Regions from separate parts of the Hordeum vulgare genome. Here region 2 is linked to region 1. A link is a contact called in public Hi-C data. All regions are on one chromosome and are shown on one strand. Each heading gives the region's core, a stretch centred on a gene start, on an enhancer-like site or on the middle of the called end of the contact. The rest is flanking DNA. Distances are from core to core; before and after follow the strand shown.

Region 1 (3,197 bases), core at 201-2,700:
AGTGAATAACCAGTTATCATCTAAAGATATTAACAAATATTGACATCAGAAATCCTCAGTCACTTCCTTGAGCATTTAAATTGCAGGACAGTTTTACATAGACTATTTTGTAAATTAAAATAGCTGAATATGAGCACACAAGCAAACAACCACACAGTAACAGCCTAGTGGGTAGTGGTTATTTCATGAGTAGAATGTTCAAATTCACTGAAATAAGCCCATTCAGCTTTCTTAACGATCTAAGAAGCATAATACCAGAATTAACATATCTATTACAGTATTACATAGTTAATTCACCAACCCCGCCATGGCATCAAATACGAATAACAATGTATCGGATGTTGTTTTAAAAATAGCATGCAACTGAATGAGTTGATAACAAAATATCTGAAAAATGACTGCACTGGAAAATGTATAAGGTATGTTATTCTATCGTATGGGCAATGCAGTATTTACACGTCGAAATTTTCAGATCCCTCCCCACTGCTGAAGGCGTCATGCATCATTAACACCCACTACCCAGCGATTCAATTTCTCAATGAGCATTTCTACACAGAACTAACCGATAACTAATCTCGCTGGACTAAAATATATACCTGTGTATGGCCACGGAGCAGTGAGCGAAGCGCGGTGTTGATGTTTAGCACACGGATGTTCCCCAGCTTGAGCCCATACACGATGTACGTCCGGTTCACAGCGATCTGCCTGCCCAGCACAAGACCTGGGTCTGACGTGTACTTGGTGATCGGCGTCACCTCCAGCTGTGGAGGCTGCGCCTCCCCAGGCAGCCTCGAGTCAACGTTGTGCACCGCCTTGTCCCCGCCACCCAGAAGCCGCCCTCTCGGCACCTTGCTGCTGGTGCTGCTGAGCATCCTCGCCGGCGGCGCGGATGGCATCGCCGGGAGCGGCGACGGCTGCGCGGCGGCGAACTCGGACGACGGCGGGGGCATAGATACCGCGGACTCGAGGTGGCCCGAGCCGGAGCTGCCGAGCAGCTGCATGAGGCGGGCGCCCGGGTTGGCGCCCGCGGCGGCCATGGGGTTAGCGCTCGGGTTGGGGTTCGCGTTCGGGTTCGGCATGGGGAAGGGGATGACCGGGCGGGGCATGGGGGGCTGGGGATCCTGCGGGTAGTGGAGGTAGGGGCGGAGGTGGAAGGGAGGGGTGGCCGGGGGGTAGGAGTAAGGGCCGGAGGGCGGCGGCGGGCCGGCGGCGCCGGGGAACATGGGCGCGGCCGTCGGCGCGGGGTTGGGAGGCGGCCTGAAGAGCATGGCCATCTCGAAGGGGGGATTGGGGTTGCCGGGGTTCGGGTTAGGGTTTCCGGCTGGAGACGCCATTGGAGGCGGCAGTGGAGTAGATCTGGGGGGGAAGTGGGGGTGAGAGAGGGGATGGGTCGGAGGTGCGGCGGAGCGGAAGACCAGAAGTGCAGGTCGAGGTGGGAGGCGGCGATTGTTTTCTCTCGCCTTTGCGCCCTCGCTGTTTCGCTTTATTTTGACGAGGATCTTTGAGAACTCAAATGTTGCAGTGCCGTCAGTTTTTCCTTCTGTTTGACTTTACTTCTATATAAAAAAATAAAAATGCTCTCTACCCCAGATATAGGGCAGCTTAACCCTAAAAATATATAGGGCATGTGCCTTAGGGCCTGTTTGGGACCATTTCGTCCTTAAAATTCAGCTCTGCTTTTAAAAACATAAGCCAAACGTGATAGCTTTATTGTTTGCCGTTTTGAAAAAACTATAATCTGAGATACAACTTCATGTTTTTTATGAACCTCTTTAGGAGGTGCTTCAAAAAAATATGAAAGTTGAAGTCGACAGGAAATTACCCATCACTGCAACCAGTAAGTGGATGTTTTTTTTTCTCCCCATTCATCCAATCGGATATATCCTCTCTATCAAATTTTTTATTTTTAAAGCTGGAGCTGAATAAAAGCCAAACACTCTTTTTAAAATAGTTACAACTTCTATATAGGGCTTCAAAGTGTATTTGATGGAGCAGAATTGAATTTTATGAAATAGAGTAGTCTTAAACAGACCCTTAATATTTTGCACTTCTTTTCTCCGTTATATATACAGGGTATATCGGAAATTGATCCATTTTTGTAAACCAAAGCATGCAGAGCATTTGTCGCTAGCAACTCCCCGAGCCAATGCATGAAGTCTAAATGACCCTTCTCGCTCCGTTATACATTAGTTTAGGGTATATATGGTGCCTAATAAATCAAACAATCGACCCGGTCCTTACTCTGCGGCAGTGGAATATCAGGTTTCTACGAGGTGCGAAACGCAAACCCCTTCTCCTTTCTCCAAGTACTACTTCATACTACCGTCCGATTCTTTTATGCTTTCCATGCGAGAGGGAAAATAAACATGTCACGAGTGGATTTTGCTTCGAGAGGTCAATGCGGTGCTAGTTTATAGTTATTTCAAGATCGGATCCGACGGTGCAGATCGAGGCTACGCCTGCACAGGCGAAATGGAGCCGCACGATTGGCATGGGCTGGGCGCCGGCAACGGCACGGCCTGCCGCAGGAGGCCGCATGCAGGCGTGCAGCAGCGCTCGAGGGCGAATGGTACGGCTGCACATGCTCCGGGCGGTGCATGCATGCATATAGATTGATGCATCTCGAGCGCAAGTGGCACTGCCACATGATGCAGCATCGCTCTCCTAAAAAAACTTATATTTAGGAATGGAGGGAGTACATTCGTATGTAGTTCATTAATGAAACCTCTTTAAAGACTTATATTTAGAAACGGAGGGAGTACATACAAAGCAAAATAAATGAATCTACACTCTAATATATGTCTATATACATTCGTATGTAGTTCGTAGTGAAATCTCTTAAAAAAACTTATATTTAAGAACCGAGGGAGTACACTGCATATACTATTGAGGTAATATCAGTGGCAGGCATGAAAAGTTTAGTGCCAAAAGTTGTAAAATACGTCATTGCAGTCACATAATTTGTTCACTTCATTGCATATACTATTGATGGAACTTGCATCTCATGTTCAGTTTAATGTTAAAAGTTGCAAAATACTCCCTCCGTTCTTAAATATGAAACCTTTTAGAGATTTTACTATAGACTACATACGAAGTAAAATGAGTGAATTTACATTTTAAAATATGTCTATATACATCCGTATATAGTATATAGTTCATAATAAAATCTTTAAAATATCTTATATTTAGTAACGAAA
Region 2 (3,197 bases), core at 425-2,924, 110 kb after region 1:
AAAAAATCGAAACCGTAGCCACTTTCGTCTTTTTAAGCTAAAAAGACCGACCCACAATTCGACCGGAAAAAACTATGTAAACCGGCCATTTTTTCAATGTACCGGAGGTATAAAACCAACGATTCAACGAGTGCCACACAAAAAAACTAAACAAAAATAATGTACATCAAAGTGAATTCAAATCCGGTATGTTAGATATAGGTGTGTAAGTTGCACCTTTAGCCCAATAACCATCTTGGCTAGCCAACTTTTTGTCATTTTTAAGAAAATAGTTGTATTTTACATCTATTTGTATGCCACTAGTACACAAAATTTATTATTTATGATACGAAAAAACAGACATATAATCGGTGAACCGATGGCCTAACCGGAAAAAACCTGAACCGATGGCCTCGTCGGTTCAATCACCGGTTTGATTTTTAAACTATGGAGGCACCAAACCAAGAACTTGGTTTTGGTCTCGCTTCCTAAGCATCATAAAAATACAAAGGTGGTTTGAGGTTGTTAGAAAGATAAAATAACACATGATTTACACCTCTAACACAAACTTCTGATCTTAAAGTAGCGCTAGAGACATCCGGTGACCCCTACCACCATCGTCGTGAAGGCAGTATCCATGACACACCTGATGCACCATTACGTTTGATTTACATGTTTCATGTTTCATGCTTCTAAATATTCATTTAATGTTACATCAAACTACTAAAAATAAACGAGCACAACAACGTGCATCATTAAGGACCTAGTAAACAATAAATGGAGCTCTATCCATGAACAATTTACCGTGTATATTCTAAAAAAAAATCACTATATTTCTAAAAAACAATAAAGGGACCTACTAAAATATTCATTGTATATTGAATAATTTATCAGTGTATATTCTAAAAAACAATTCACTATATTTCGTAATCAAGAACACTGTTTTACAATTGACGAACATTTTTTCCAAATCCATGAACTATTTTGAATTTGTCGAATTTCTTCAAATTCATGAACTTTTTAGAATCCAACAACAGTTTTCAATTCACAATCATTTTAGAAAAATGGACTTTGTTTTTTTGGACTGCTATGCCTCCGCTGGATGATCTTTTTAAAAGATTGGTTGGCTCACGGGCTATCAGATCTGACCCATCGATATTGTTCATCATTACAGTATAAGTTTTGTTGCAGAAAAAGGTCTTGTTGCATAGTTTTTTACAACTGAGGTTTTGTTACAGTTTTTTGTGCAACGCGGGCTTTGTTTTCAGATTTCTTTTTCATCTTCATATTTTTTTACTGCAACTCAGATTATGTTGCAGATTTATATTTTTTGCAGCAGAGCCTTTGTCACATAATTTCTTTTTTCCATCGTCTTTCTTTAAATAGTTAATGTTATAAAAAAAACCTACACAACATTGATGATGTTATAGAAGTTGTTAAAAAAATAGTCTAGAGAGCGGCATATTACGTGAGACACGTGTTGGGCGAGTGAGATGACATATGAGATCCAAAAAAATCAGCCGGTTAAAGGGAATGATTTCCCTTGTTTTTTTGGTGCACTGGAAAAAAAGAAAAATATCAGAGAAAAAACAGAAATCATACGAGTAGCGCCGAGCTAGAGGAAAAGCGATCCGGGCCTGCCCACATCACGCCCTGTAATAAATAATCTAGCGAGGCAGACTGAGAGCAACAGCGCTCCTTCCGGAGCCTTCCAGCGGTCGCTTCCGCGTGCCGCCACTTACGCATTTCCAGCCGCTGTCACGTGTCGCGCTCTAAGCGTTTTCTTCATTTTTCAGTGGTTTTTTTCCGTTTTTTGGTGTTACGGTTTTTCATCGGTATTTCGTAACTTTTGGATGGGATTTTTTTTTATCAACTTTTGTTTTAAAAAAAATGCGTTTTAACGCAAAAACATGTTTTCTGTTTTTTTGAGAGACACGGTTTTGCTTCCTCGAGAGGCAAGGTTTTGCCTTCGCGAGAGGCACGACGGTGCCTCTCGAAAAGGACAAAGAACTCGTATTTTATTTTATTTTTACGAGAGCCACGGTTTTGCTTTCGTCAAAGGCACGGTTTTACCTTCGTGAGAGACACGCCCATGCCTTTTTTTGCAAGAGACACGATTTTGCCTTCGCGAGAAGCACGCCCGTGCCTCTCCTTAAAGAAAAAAGCGTGTTTTCTGTATTTTTTGCGAGAGGCACGGTTTTCCTTTCGCGAAAGGCACGCGTGTGCCTCTTCCGAAAAGAAAAAAACGTTTTTTCTGCTTTCTCTTTTTTCACGAGAGGCACGGTTTTACCTTCGCAAGAGGCACGCCCCGTGCCTTTCGGAAAGGGAAAAACGCGTTTTCAGTTTTTATTTTCTATCGCGCGAGGCACGGTTTTTTCGTCCGTTTTTCTGTTCCGTTTTTTAATAAAAAAAGTTCGTCAAAACCTAGCAACATGGGATCTAGTTTTATAGATCTCGACACAAGAAAGCCAAAGGTGAAAACGGTTCGAGATTTGGACTCACGGTTTAGGAGATAAAACTTTTTAAAAATACGAATCTACGAAAAAAAGGAAAACTCCCAGGTTGCGGCAAGTGGCATGCATGCAGTGAGCCATTTGTCGCAATCTGTGGAGGTGAGAGTAATTGTTGGAAGCTGTACTCGCTAATTAGTGATTTCGGACTCCTGTACGTGAGCGATTGCGGAAAACCCTATTTGACACGCTTTGCGTCAACTAGTCGACCAATCGTACAGGCGGGAGATAAACTGGGCCAGCCCATTTTCCTCTGTCTGGTAATTTAAAAATTATACATGATCAACTGGGTTTTCTTCTGTGTCTTTTACTGTTCTTTATTTTTTATTTTAGCGTTTCTTGTATTCCTTGTTTCTCTGGTATTCCTGTTATTTTCAAGCTTATTCAAAAATTTAAATATTGTTCTGTCTCTTTCTTGTCCTTTTTTTGTTTTTTTAAGTTTCTTCTTTTTCTTTCCTTTTTCGTTTTCAATTTTCATTTTTAAATTTTCACTTGTTTTCAAAAACATGTACGTGTGTTTTAAAAAAATGCTCACAATTTTAGGAAACTGTTTGTGTTTTAAAGTTTATGCCTGATTTTAAATGTATGTATATAATTCCAGAAACAGTTCACCTATTCAAATTTGTTCAGGAGTTTCAAATACTGTTCACATTTTCAAAAAATGTTACTGTTTCCAAAAAATTGTTCCCATTCTTTTTTTTCTGTTTT

What was found. A called contact is a pair of places that touch in the nucleus more often than the background predicts.
Region 2: a contact with region 1 is called in a Hi-C map of leaf, with 7 times the contacts expected there. The contact joins the enhancer-like site here to the promoter of LOC123404134 in region 1. A contact is called at or near these places in 2 of 6 Hi-C or Micro-C datasets (leaf and seedling).

What each region holds. Positions count from the first base shown.
Region 1 is chr6H:483,865,509-483,868,705 of MorexV3_pseudomolecules_assembly, forward strand. It overlaps LOC123404134 (enhancer of mRNA-decapping protein 4-like), which reads right to left and starts at 1,451. Exons shown (of 14, transcript XM_045098057.1): 1 at 597-1,451. The coding sequence starts at 1,334.
Region 2 is chr6H:483,975,442-483,978,638 of MorexV3_pseudomolecules_assembly, forward strand. No RefSeq gene overlaps it. Among protein-coding and RNA genes, the nearest start is that of LOC123401897, 35 kb to the right of the region's middle. Within about 2 kb of position 1,675, at least 1 of the 3 cell types and tissues checked has open chromatin away from gene starts, as enhancers often do. A contact at or near this core is called in leaf, where this site is marked.